Linked DNA regions of Rattus norvegicus: region 1 is linked to region 2. A link is a contact called in public Hi-C data. All regions are on one chromosome and are shown on one strand. Each heading gives the region's core, a stretch centred on a gene start, on an enhancer-like site or on the middle of the called end of the contact. The rest is flanking DNA. Distances are from core to core; before and after follow the strand shown.

What was found. Hi-C and Micro-C count contacts between places; a contact is called where the count stands out from the background.
Region 1: a Hi-C map of hepatocytes shows a contact between it and region 2, with 2.1 times the contacts expected there. The contact joins the promoter of Dcaf17 here to the enhancer-like site in region 2. A contact is called at or near these places in 6 of 12 Hi-C or Micro-C datasets (the A7r5 cell line, frontal cortex, hepatocytes and 3 more).

Annotation. Positions count from the first base shown.
Region 1 is chr3:76,268,231-76,275,057 of GRCr8, forward strand. Dcaf17 (DDB1 and CUL4 associated factor 17) reads left to right here and starts at 3,324. Exons shown (of 14, transcript NM_001398928.1): 1 at 3,324-3,662; 2 at 4,016-4,119. The coding sequence starts at 3,537. It overlaps Mettl8 (methyltransferase 8, tRNA N3-cytidine), which reads right to left and starts at 3,133. Exons shown (of 10, transcript NM_001399513.1): 1 at 2,916-3,133.
Region 2 is chr3:75,927,827-75,935,028 of GRCr8, forward strand. It overlaps Tlk1 (tousled-like kinase 1), which reads right to left. Exons shown (of 20, transcript NM_001395018.1): 18 at 6,470-6,581; 19 at 5,262-5,369; 20 at 477-2,907. The coding sequence ends at 2,731. Among named protein-coding and RNA genes, the nearest start is that of Gorasp2, 49 kb to the left of the region's middle. Within about 2 kb of position 2,280, at least 23 of the 93 cell types and tissues checked have an H3K27ac peak or open chromatin away from gene starts, as enhancers often do.

The sequences.
Region 1 (6,827 bases), core at 2,074-4,573, 340 kb after region 2:
ACTAACTGCATGTGAGTAATTAACAAACCCTGGCTAGTCTTCTGTCAATCTGACACAAACTATTATCAACTGTGAGAAGAAAACCTCAATAGAGGAAAATAACTCTGTAATGACAATTCTTAACCTGTGGGTTGAAACCCCTTTTGGGCGTCAAACAACCCTTTCACAGGGGTCGCCTAAGAAGACCATCGGAAAACACAGAGATTTTACACTAAGATTCACAACAGTAGCAAAGTGACGGTTATGAAGTAGCAGTGAGAATAATTTCATTGTTGGGGGTCACCACAACACGAGGAATTGAATTATAGGGTCACAGCCTTAGGCTGTAGGCAGGCAGGCAGGCTGGTAGGTCTTTTTTCCTAATTACTGATTGATGGGGGAGGGACCAGCCCAGTGTATGTGGCCCTGGTGTTCTATAATAAAGCAGGATTAGCAATCCATGAGGAACAAGCCAGTAAGCAGCTCCCTTCCATGGCTTCTACATCAGCTCCTGTCAAGGTTTGAGTTCTTGCCTTGGTGTCAATGAACAAGTGATTCAGGGTATATAAGCTAAATAAACCCTTTCTGACCCAAGTTGCTTTTGGTCTTGGTGTTTCATTACAGCAATAGAAAAGTAACTAGGACACTTATTGCATGTAAATGATGCTGCCCAGTGAAGAGCAAGGAAAGTCAAGGCACCCGGAGCAAGGGAAAGTCTCATCATGGATTAAATGAAGACTGGGAACACTGAGTAATCTGCAACACTAGAAAAATATATATAGGTCTCAATGTAAGAGAAGTGAGCCAAGACTGAGAGGACAGATTTGCTTTCTGAACTTTTAAAGTCCAGCAAAACAGTATCAATGTTCACAAAGAATAAGTGTTCACTTGAATTTACTGGTCATATAGTTCCGCTTCATTTAATCTACAAATGCCTGATTATTATAAGAGCTGCATAGGACTTTACATATGGCTTTATATTTGCATATATTTAACATACTAAAAATACGTTAACAATGAAAGACTCTAGGTCAGATTCCGGTTTGAGATGTTCTGCAATAGGTTGCCACTAAGAATGATGTGACAGCTTTGCGCATTAGTGAAATCGCTCTCCAAAAACTGTGGCAGGTTGGGAGAGTCTCCAAGTGTAGGCAGAAAAGAACAATCAGAAGGCTAATTAATAACGTGCTAGAAATGGGAAGGCATGAGACTACTGAGATGAAAGGACTGGACAGAAATAGAATCAAAAGTACTTGGTTGTGGGAGAAGCAAAGACAATCTAATGACTCTCCTTGGGGACCTCAGTGGTAAGATAAATTCCACAGGAAGGGTATGTTCCAGAATGCTAGGTAAGGGGTTGGGGATTTAGCTCAGTGGTAGAGCACTTGCCTAGCAAGTGCAAGGCCCTGGGTTCGGTCCCCAGCTCCGAAAAAAGAAAAAAACAAAAACAAAAAACAGAATGCTAGGTAAGAAAGAATGGGGACTGCCTAAGCTGTGCACATTGTGCAGTCCCTTCTTGCTCCCCCACAGCACCACCCGGCTCACTGGCTGTCAAACATGATGAAAGAAACCACTTACTATGATGACTTAGGGACCAAGCTTGATGCCACTCAGGAAAACCTGAAAAACACTGAGAGGCAACTGGCCTTGAAGTACCACCCAGCTAAGAGTGTAAGTAAAGGAGAAGCATGTGAACAGACTTCTCAAGCTTTCAGAGTTCCAGGAGGATAAGCATTTAGATCTGGTAGAAACCTGAGGTGCTTTGATCCAAACCAAGAAAGAGGGCACAATTACAGTGGAGCAGCAGATGAGGGGGATGGCCACCGTGTCTGAGGGGTGGTCTGTGTCCAGCTGTTGAATAACTCACTGCTGGGACTTAACATGTGGAAGTGATGAATGAGCAGAGGGTACGATCACAACAGGCCCACTCCTTGCTATTGTTTTTGGTTTAATATTCAAGTATAGTGGCCTTTTAGAAGTCATGTGAAAAATAAGTCCAGAAACCAAAGCTCAGCCATGGTAGGAGAGCACAGAAAGACAAGAAAGAAATGATGAGTGCAATTCAGCAATGATTTGCATTTCGCTTCAGCCAAAGAAAATCCAGCTATATTTTTCTGGGTTCCAGCGTTTCCGTGACAGCTGCATTCATGAATGACCAAATTAACGATTGTAGAGCTTTCTAAAAATATGCAAAGCACTCACTCCACCCTATGCTATGAGCAGGTCATGAAATATTAGGGAAAAAAACTCCAACAAAACAACCAACCAACAAACAAACAAAAAAGCCAGATCCCGAAGGAAATGCATCAAGGGTAATAAGAGTTTTCCCTTTAAAGCAACGAAACTATACTAAACGGTTAAATTCTGACCCAGCAACTCATCTGGTCTTGTACTTCTCTGGCCATCAGAAAGCTGGTGTGATGACTGACTTGTTCTTTAAGCACTTAAGATCACAGAGAGGCATGCCAAGTCTATGTGGGAGCTGCAGACACCACACTAAAGGGGTTTTAAATGAGGTAACCGGTGGCATTTGGTATATGGTTACGGAAATTTTTAGTATGTTGGCAATCGTGAACACGCAGGCTGAGCTAGTTAACAGAGAATGTCATTTTTTACTTAAAGAAGTCAACCTGGATTATCTTAGGCAATCCAATAAGAATGCAAACATTTCATATTTTATTCCCTATAAGGGGGAAAAAAATGGAAGCAAGGAGGAAGAAAACAGCAATTACCACAAAACCAGTCAGCGTCCCCCGCTGGCCACACAAGGGCGGGCCTCTGGGAAAAAGAAATTCAATCCTACTTTGGTGGGAAAACCAGCGTCTTTCACCACTAATTACAACACACAAGCATAGTGTTTATACAACTAAATGTGTAAGTCAACCTCATCCACTACGTCCCATGTGAGGCTGATGAGGGAAAGCCACGGGGCATACCTTTGGAGGGTCCCACTGGACACAACGCCCCTCTGGACACGTGGCCAGAGCCTTGTAGAGTAAAGGTGGGGTTGGCAAGCGTCCCACCACCAGGGCAGAAAGGGACTGCTTCTTTGGTGCAGGACACACGGGAGAAGCTACACCACCAAGCGGCTGCACAGCGCCCCCAAGTCTCTCCAACTTAGCCGCGTACAGCCCGGAAGACTACCTTACCCACTGCGCAGCTCTACAGCGCAGCCTAATAAGGGCCCGGAGAGGCGGACTGGGGGCGGGGCGGGGCCCGAACCAGTCCTCGCTCTGCCTGACGGAAATTGTAGTTCTGAAAAAGCCAGGGGGCGGGGAAAAAGACCGTGGGAACTACATTTCCGGGAGAGGGAGTGGCTACGGCGGACTGCGTGTTGCAGCGGCAATCCCGTGAGCAGAAGGAAGGGCCCGGAAGGCGCCGTTGGTTCTGTTCCTTTGCTCCAAACCCTTGTGGTGCTACCTCTTGGTCTCTGTCCCGAGTGCCCAGTGCGGTGCTCCGGCGTCAGCCTTCCCTTGAGACTCGCAGGTGTGGCGGCTGCCACCCCTGGCGGAAGTGAGGGGCGCGCCCCTCCAGGGCCCTGCGGACCCCGAGCCTCCATGGGCCGGACCCGGAAGGCCAATGTGTGCCCCAGGCTGAGTCGCCGTGCTCTGGGCTTCTACACACGCGACGCGGGCGTGGTGCAGAGGACGAACCTGGGCATCCTGCGGGCGCTGGTGTGCCAGGTGACGCCCGCCGTAGTCGGGGTGCCCGGGGTCCAACCTCCTGCCGGGCAGCGGTTTTTTCGCGCTCTGATTCCCCTTTGAGGGTCATACATGGGGAGGGGCATCCGTATCCTGCAATTAGGGTGTTAGAAAATAGGTACTACTCATAGGTTCGCCGCCTGGCTCTAGTTTTAAAAAGCTTCTTTTGCCTTCTTGCAAACCATCTATTCAAAACATAGGTTACCAACACCTATGGGAGGGAGAAGAAAAAAACCAATGTACTTAAAAACTGTAGATTTAAACTACCCACCTAAAATGGTTCCATAGCAGGGGGCTGAGTTCTTTCCTAAACTGAAATTCTTTGTATCTTTCAGGAGAGTACTAAATTTAAGAATGTTTGGACAACTCATTCCAAGTCACCTATAGCCTATGAGAGAGGAAGAATATATTTTGACAATTACCGGTGCTGTGTCAGCAGGTAAATTCTTAGTGATGATTTTTTTTTTTTTGCCGTAATTCACCTGACCTGTAGTTTTTATAGAACCACGTGGCTTCTTTAGTGCTTAGTGAAATAGGAAGATGAAAAAAAAAAATGAGTCCATAATAAAACTAGGTGGACATGCATGTGATTTTAAAAACTCATTAAGTCTAAAGTTACCGGTTTCGTCTCTGTAAATACTTATTTCACACAAAATTATAGCACAGGGGAAATAATACGTTTCTCAGCACTATTTGCTGTTTTATACCGTATAAAGATCAGAGTCGAGAAAAGGGGTTGTGATATAATTAGATGCTGCTTAGGAGATGGGTATTTTGTTTTAGAAGTACTTATTTTTTTTTTCCAAGAGAAAAAAAAATCAGACCAAAGTATAGTATCTGCAGATAAATAGTTATTAAGTCAGCCTCCAGCCATTCAAGGTCAGGCCGAACAGAACGTCACAGTGAATTGATGCTTCCATGCCCGTTACCTAGATTAAGAAATTATGGAATTGCCTCCCTTTATCTTTCCCTTTGCATCTGTAGGAATTAAGGGCATTTTTCTGTATGTCAACCTTCAGGAGTATTCCTCAAGAGCCAACCACCTTGTTGGGATAGGTTCTCCTTTCACTGGACCGGGAAGTTAGGATGCCAGTAGATGGCCTGGCCAGCAAGCCCTGTGAATTTGCCTGTCCCCACCTCCACAGGTCTGGAATTACAAGTAGCAGGAATCATTAGGGGTAGGGACTCTAAACTCGGGTCCTCATTCTGGCAGGGCACCAGCTGAAGCTATCTCAGAAGTGATAAATAACATCTAAGTTCTTTTCTTGTTGGATCAGAAACTAGAAGTCAGAGACTGGTGATTTTTGAGGTTTGCCTTGACTCCAGTTGATATCTATTTTTTGTACTTTGGCAAATTGCCCAATCTACGACTTAGCCTTTAGTGCCAGTGAATCTACCCAAGTCCCTCCATTTGCCCTTGGCTATAACTTCAATGATTTACAGAGTGCACACATACTTGAGATTCTCTGTCTCTGTCTCTGCCTCTGTTGCAGATAAAGTCAATTTTATTGGAAAGAACTATAGGGGCTGTTTCGTGACCTGCTTCTTCAAGCCAACTCCATGGAATTGGTCACAGGTGTTGATGCAGGGACTCCCCTAATAGTAAAAGCTGAGCAGTTCAGGTGGAGGGAATACTCAGGCCAGGGAAGAAAGATATGGCCAATCTGGACCTTACAAAGAGAAGTGTAGTCATACCCAAGGTAGAGCCTCCATGGGAGCCCCGACTTTCAAATGTACTAACGTAGGACTCAGCCCCAACAAACACATGGCTGGAGCTAGATGAAAATGAGGTCACCCTTCCCATTTTCTGGAGCTTGCCTTCCGAGTCAGAGCTGTGGGGGAAGGATCCTAGAACTCTCTCATAACAGTTTAGAGCTGTGGTACCATCTTGTTGAGCTAGAAGAAAGATGGCAGCCACGACTGGTTCAAGCACCATGGACTTCCACTGTTCTTACTGAATTCCAGGAGGTTTTCTGGAATAAACACTTCTTCGTTTGCTTTTATGACAACAACCAAAGGCTTTAAGTGGTTATCCTTTAATCATTCCATCAGTTTCCCAGAAGGCAGTGTCTATAAGCCTCCAATTCTAGCAGTGGCAACCTGGACGTTCTCTCTTATGTTCCTGATGCCAAGCATCTGCCTTGCAGTGGTAACAGTGACTCTTTGTCACCATTTAATACCCAGTGCATTGCTTTCCCGAGTCAGAGACAGTTGTTTTGATTTTAAAAAGTTCAGTCAGAGAAAATGCTTTGATTAATGTCTCAGTGATAAATGATACAGGCGTTCTTCACCAGGCTGTTGAGGAGGGTTGCACCCACAGGTAGAATCGCAGGAGATTGCTTTCACTCCCGTGACATTCACTTTGATTTAAACCTTTGAGTTCCTGAGAGAATATCAGAGGTGAATAAAATGTCATCCTGGAAATTGTTTCTCTTCTCAGTAGTTGAACTTTAAAGTTCATCAGTTAAAAAGAAAAGAAGAGATCTATGACTGCATCTCAGTAGTTGTCAGAGTAGAGACTAGCTGGGGGTGTAGTAAGTGGCCGTGGCCTCAGCCCAGGGAAACTGAGGCAAGGAGGATTGCTTGGGGACAGCCAGGGCACCCATAGCAAGATTGTTTCAAAAGTAAGCATCAAGGATACAGTTTTCACTTTTTAGGTAAAGAGGGCATGAGTGTAGTTCTGGGGCAGGGCTGACAGAGCACCTGAAATGTTTCCCAAGCTAGCTTGAAGTTGCTGGAACATATGATGTTCAATGATAGTAGAAATAGACACATTTAATATTTATGGAAGGAATAAAGTAGACATAAAGAGTGTTTCTTTTTGTATTCACAAATGTTCATTCAAAACAATATGTCTTAGTCAGAGTTACTATTGCTGTTAGGAAATACCATGATCAAGTAAACCTGTGGAGAAAAGGGTTTTTTTTTGACTTATGCTTCCACATCACTATTCATCCCTGAAGAAAATCAGGACAGGAACTCAAACATGATATAGAAGAATGCTGCTTACTGACTTGCTCCCTCTGGCTTGCTCAACCTGCTCCATGTAGAACTCAGGACCAGCAACCTAGGGATGGCAACACCCACAATGGTACCCTCAGAGTCACTAATTAAGAAAATGCCTACAGGCTTTCCTACAGTATGATC
Region 2 (7,202 bases), core at 1,030-3,529:
CAAATAGACTGGTCCAGACTGGGTGGAGCTTAAGCACACATATGACCTCAAAGCCCACCTCCATAGTGACACGTTTCCTTCAACAAGGTCATACCTACCTCTTAATAGTGCCACTTCCTATGTGCCAACCACTCAAACACATTAATCAATGGGGACCAAACTTATTCAAACCACTAGAGGGAGTGGAGTAGACCACACATACAATCCCAGCATTCTGGAGGCTGAGGCAGGAGGATTGCTATCAACTTTGAGGCCAGCTTGGACAACATAACCAGGCTCTAGATAAATTAATTAATGGGGAAAAGGAAGTAAGATAACTGGAGATGTATTTTGGCTGGGAAAGCCAATTCAGATACAAATGGACAGGCTATACACACTCAAAACCACTATAGAATGAGTCAACATCCAAAAATTCAACTTAGGAACTAGCGGCCAAAGCAGTTTTAGAATTAGTCTAAATATTCAAAACACTGAAATTTCATGTACTCAGAGGAAAAACTTCTTTAAAAACATGGAAATTTACAGTCAAACTAGAGAAGGACCTGGTGAGTTTGTTCACATTTAAACTCAAGTAGGGAAAGTGGGTGGCCACAAGGAAAGCCAACCGCATGTCTCCCGCCCCCCGCCCCATCACCACGGCAGCTTCTGCATCCTTTCAACATCCAAGTGTTTACCGAAGTGCCTGTACTTACTGGTTTTGGGGGAGCAGTGTGCTGGGGACTGAACTTCCACGAGCTCAGTGCAGCACTCTCCCCTCCCAATGGACTACAACCCATCGGTACAGCTGCTTTCAAGGATGAGAACTGTGCACTTTACCTGCAGTCAGTGCAGACTCCACAAGACAAGAAAACAACTAATACTCAAAACAGATGGGTGGAAACATGGAAATTATTCAGCAACAAGCACCAGTTCTACACGAAGCTGATACTGGTTCACTGAGCCCAAGCACTAGTAGGCTATTTAAATCTACATTTGGAAAAACTGTGGAAAACATGGGTAAGTTGTTTCTGATACTCTTATTTATATTTTTTTCCAAACACTGCTTTTAAGCCTGAAACACTTCATGCTTGTCTTAAGGACATCTTCATCTGCCTTTATGAAGCTCAGTTAGTAACCTAAACCTTCGGGCTCTTTGAACGTAATCTTCCACATCTTTACATTTTGCTGTCGTTGTTTATTACTGTTTGGCTACATTCTCTATAATTCCAGCAGCTTCTTAAACAGACAGTGTGTCTATGTACAATGAAAACAAACAAACAAAATGGCTTGCAACACCAGCTAAGAGCCACAGTTTAACTGTACATGGTATGGGGCATCTGGCAGGGATAGTCTGTTTTCTGCACCATGGACAACTTACATGTAAGTCTCAGCATTATGAGTGTGACAATAAAAAAAAATCCTTACAAGAATGAAATATAGCATCCCCCAAAAATATTGGTTTCTACCACACAAGGCAGTTAGAAAATGTTCACATTTTAACAAATCTGTACAAACCACAAGAAACATTCTATGGGACTATCATCCCATCTCGATGCTAAGAACTTTCTAGAAATGTAGAATAACCATGAACAATTTATAAATCTAGTTTCTATTGTTCCACAGCTCTAGAACCTAAAAACTGATTTGAAGAACTCAATATGCCCGATGTAGATCATTTACATGCCTTGATTGTTAATGAATGCCTGCTTTTAATATCTCTCTATGATGTACAGTCAACTTGTGCCTTCAAGGTCATTCAAATTTTTATAGCAAAAAAGCAGTATCATTTAGCAGCAATTAAAGCGCCTTCAAGAAGACTTAAAAAAAATACAATATCCAATTAGAAAAGCAGTATTTTTAAACATTTGTACAAGAATAAGCTGCTGAAACTCAGTAATTGTAATCGACATCTGTACAGTAGTTTACAATAGAGCCAGAAGGGGATTCATCATTATCTTGCACACGACTGGCCTGCTTTTGGTTACACACTGTCTCCTGTTTTAATGAACGAGGCCTAGAAACAAAAGAAAAATGCCTGTTAATTCTAAAACACTGAAAGCCCTGGAAATACTATGATTTAGTAACTTCAACTGATTTGAAATAGGCAGCTCTTTGTGTTAAAAGTATAAAGTATCCAGAAATGACAGCTCGCCTTTAACAAAACCAGTTAAGAGGGGTTGGGGGTAGGGTGGTGGACCACTGACATGTGATTTCGAGGTACAACTTGGTAAAAGCCAGAATCGGCAAATGACAAAGTCCACAACTGTCCAAAGACCCCAGCTCTCACGTTCTGCTGCAAACACAGCGGCTGCCACTCGGCTCTTGCTTTGGTTTCTGTAGATCAGCTGCCGAGTGCTGACGCTGTACCAGGCACTGTAGCTCCCGTGTCACAAATGTCCCATCATTTTTCCATGTGTTCTTAAATAATGAAAAACTACCCTTCTTATTAGAACTCTCTGGTAACAATCAAATATATTTAAGCATTATAAACGTTATTTACAGAGTCCCCTTGTTCTACTGTAACATGGTGTTCCTGTTTTGTGCTGCTCCAGGGCAGTGAGGAGTGTGTACTTAGTCACTGTCCATGATCCACTCTCACACAAAGGACTCCATGGAGAGCTTTAGTTCACAAACACTTCTTAACCATGTCCCATGTTAAAAAAAAAAATCACAAACACTCAAATGCACTCAAATTCAAGTATGCATCTGGAAGCCAATCAAAGAGAAGAGATCATGCCCATCTTGGAGGAGTCAGTAAGTAATTATGCTTGAAGAAGGAGGCGTGGGAGTTGCTGTCAGCCCAGACATATGTAGGTTGCCTGAAGAATTTGATCTTCTCATGTGTGGCAGAAGGTATGGGTCATTTGCCAGCTGGTGCACATCAAATCGATCTTCTTTTCGGTAAGCCAAACAGCGTCTTATGAAGGCCTTCGAAAGAGAGACAGCAACACGAATGATCTTCTACCTTCTAAATACCAACCCACCAACTCCAGAAGCAAGGGCACAGTTAAGACTATAAGCAGACCAACTTTTATAGAAGTGCACATCTTCAGAACTTCTGGGGTAACTGACATTCTGACTCCAGTTAAACCCTCCAGCAGCACCCTTGACACATAGCCTCACTGCTTTCCTTGGCTGCAAAGTTTTATTTCTACTTAAAAAATTCTTTATTTTCAATTTATTTTTATTTCATGTGCATTGGTATTTTGTCTGCAAGTCTGTCTGCGTAAGGGTGTTGGATCCACTGGAACTGGAGTGACAGTTGTGAGCTGCCACATGGGTGCTGGGAGTTGGACCCAAGCCCTCTGGAAGAATAATAATCACATTGTTATCAATTTTGTTTGGCTAAATTGTAAGAAGCCATTTTAGCCTTACTTTCTTCCTGGTATTCAGCATGACTGTCTTTAGATGAAGATCATGTTGGCACAGAAGTGCCATTAGGGTTTTTGTTTCCTAGGTCAACTCTGTTTCTTTAGATTTTGGTTTTGGTTCTTTTTCTCTTTTAAAGCAAGTCTACAAAGTGAGTTCTAGGCCAGCCAGGACTACATAGTAAGATCTTGTTTCAAAACCAACAAACAACAAAACCCCCAAAAACAACCCTGACCCTAAACCAAAAACCTTTATGTTAAAGAAATATATAAATTATATAATATATGTACATTGTTAATTTATTGCTAAATTATTATAACCATCAAGAACTATGCCTCACATCTGAATTACTAGCCCTTTGGAGCCTGAAGCAGGAGGGTTACTGTGAGGGAGACAGCCTATGTTAAATATTCAAGGCTACCTTGGACTAGAGTGAGTCCCTGTCTTAAAAAACAAAACAAAATCATTCATGGTGACACACACCCTTACTCCCAGCACTCAGGGGACAGAAGTAGACAGTTTGAAGCCAGTCTGTTCTTCAAAGAGAAACCTTGCCTTGAAAAAAATCAAATAAAACCAAAATAAAAAAAAAAAAGAAATAAAACTAGAAACAAAAATAAAAGAAACAAAAACAAAAAACCAAACTAAAAAACACAATACAAAACCAATCCAATAAAGATTTACGGGTAATTTCTAATAAATGAGAGCTCACAAAGCCAGCATTCTTTGATCATAAAGGCAGCTCTGACTGCAAACCCCTTTCAGTCACTGTAGTTATTATTACTGTAGTTGTTATTGTTACCCTAACTATCTGAGACAGAACCTCACTATGTAGGCCGGACTGGAACTTGCAATGTAGATCACGCTGGTCTCAAATTCATAGAGATCTATCTGCCTCTGCCTCAGCTTCTTAAATATTGGATTAAAGGTCAATTTTTCTTATGGCCTAGAGTACTTACATAAGAAAATATAGCAATTCTGTGGTTTTGTCTTACGGATGGATTTGATGTTATTTATCATAGGATTCCTAACAGGTATAAGAAAATAATCTCTGCGGGTGTGTACACTGACGGGATGGGCCCTGGAAGCTCCGGCAGTTAAGGTTAGGAAAGGCTTACTCTACAGAAGCTCTAGTTCTCATTATTTTACCAAGCACATTTACACATGCATATTAGGAATAGGTTTCTGGAATGGACTCACTGTGTTAACCTCTGACCCAATGCACCACAGCACAGAGAACAAGGTGTGATGCCAGCAGAGACTGCTGTGTTTGGCACAAGACTAAGCAAAGTGTTTTTGTGTGCTGTGGTTGTTTTCTTGCTGTACAAAAATAATAACATACAGTGTATATAAAAGCACTATAGAAATAGTAGCTATCATTACACCTACTCTTCCTTATACTTACTTTTACTTTTTATTTTATTACTGTTTTATTTTATTTGCATGAATGTCAGTGAAGTATGTGTGTCCTGGTGGAGATGAGGGTGTCAGATCCAAGGGACTGGAGTTACAGGAGGTGGTAAAGTGTGTGGATGCTGAGAATTGATTCTGATACAGCAGCCAGTGCCCTTAACCACTGAGCCATCTCTCCAGACCCTCTTTTTATGTACTCAAGTATCTCATCATTACAACAGGCAGACTGAACAAGATCTAAAAGTAATAGAGGGTCCAAATGTTGTGGTTTCTCCTAATTTTCAAAGAAAAGCAAGTTGCTGTGCACATAGACTAGGGAAGCATACTGAGTGCTTAGAGATGAAAACCAGCCCAGCCACCCACCCACGGCCGAGGTCGCCTGTTCCCAGAGCACAGCAGCAGCCTGCTGTGGCAGCCATGCCTGCCAGTGTGGTTACTGAAGCACTGACCACACTGGAACCACAGCCCAGACACATCATAGAACATTATGAGATTAATACCTTGGCTTCACTGCTTACAACTGGTTTTACAGGGAACTGGACTTCTGTGGCTTTTAGTATTGTGTTTTCCTGTAGAATGTCTTGTTGAGATTGATTGTGACCAAAGGGCTTAAAAAAAAAAAGAACAAAATATGAAATAAAATATTTAAAACAAAGAATCACCGGAGCCTACCACAAAAATGATTTGTACTTTAACATCTTGTCCTCAGCTACTTCAAAGTTGGATGTGGTCTCACAGAAACGAAGATTATAGCCAAGAGCAGGAAAACCCAGTCAGCCTGCAGAAGATGAACCGTGTGTGCCGGAGAGCACTGTGGCTGTCACTCAAGTGAGGAAAAGAGGAAAGGGTCGAGACCCGGGACGCCTGGGTTTGGAGTCAGTTCTTACCAACTCAGCATACGGGTGAGTGAGCTGAGAGCTTGAGCTGAGAGGCCCTGCCACTATCGTCCTGGCCTGTGGGCAGCTCTGCGGGAGCACTTCACTGCCTGACTACTGAGTGAGAGGGCCACTCCTGGCTAGGTGGTCCTTAGACAAACCATAGCAAGCTGGGAAAATCTAAACAGATCAGTCAGAAGCAGTCCTCTGTGGTCTCTCGCTCTGCTTCCTGCTCTAAGTTCCTGCCCTGGCCTCCTTTGATGGTGGACTGTAATTTGTACCAATCTGGAAATTCTGACCTGGCCAAGTTGCTTTAGGTCATGATGATATTGTTAGCAACAGAAAGCAAACAAAGATAGCCTCTTATATGCTGTACATCTAGACAGGGCTCTCTACCTCTCTTCTCACAGTGACGGACACTGGGCAACAGGCAAACTAGACTCTATCATGACAGCTTGCATTTCTGACTCTAATATCAGCAGAGGTTTGGGAAAAAGTAAGTTTGATGGCAATTCTCTGGGGAGTTTGGGAGGAAATGTTGCCGAGGCCAGATGTCTGCAGGGGAGGGGAGGAGCTGAGAGAAGTAAGGAGTGACAGACACTGCAAAGTGCTGCACTCTACAGCTGCTAACAGACAATGTTTGGGAAAGAGAGGGTAAGGAGAGAGCGCCACATCAACTGCTGAATAACGCTGACCCAAGGAAATAATCAAGAAACGTGCCTTTCCTTGGAAGGATCTAAACTGATTCTAAGTTAATAAAAAATTACACATTTTTTAAAATAACAAACAGATTAACTTATCTCTATACAATTGAAGTTGGTTTTACAACTTACTTTTCTACCATAGAGGCACTGGAAGAAGATGACCCCAACTGACCACACGTCAACCTTGTTGGAGATCTTCGGTGGCTCTTTTCCAACTACAAAGCACTCGGGAGGTAAATACCTGTGAGTAATAGGAGGGAAAAGAAAGGACACGATGCTTAGTTTAAAACCTTCTAACCTTAAAATGCTTTGTTTTTTTTAAAGATTAATTTATTATATATAAGTACACTGTCGCTGTCTTCAGACACACCAGAAGAGGGCATCAGATTCCATTACAGATGGTCGTGAGCCACCATGTGGTTGCTGGGGTTTGAACTCAGGACCTCTGGAAGAGCAGTCAGTGCTCTTAACCCCTGAGCCATCTCTCCAGCCCCCTAGAGTGCTTATTTTATTTACTCACACATAAACTGTTTTCCATGAATCAAAGTTTTAATTCATTTAAACCAAAATTCGACTTTGTAAAAAATATATTTATCCTAAAGAAAACATGATCATTGGAGATTGTGATAGTATAATCTAAGCTTCTAATAATGGAAGAAAGACTCTCCCACCCACCTCGCCCACTGTCTAAATTGCAGATAGTTCTCTTTTTTTTTTTTAAAAAGATTTATTCATTTATTATATATAAGTACACTGTAGCTGTCTTCAGACACACCAGAAGAGGGCATCAGATCTCTTTACAGATGGCTGTGAGCCACCATGTGGTTGCTGGGAATTGAACTCAGGACCTCTGGAAGAGCAG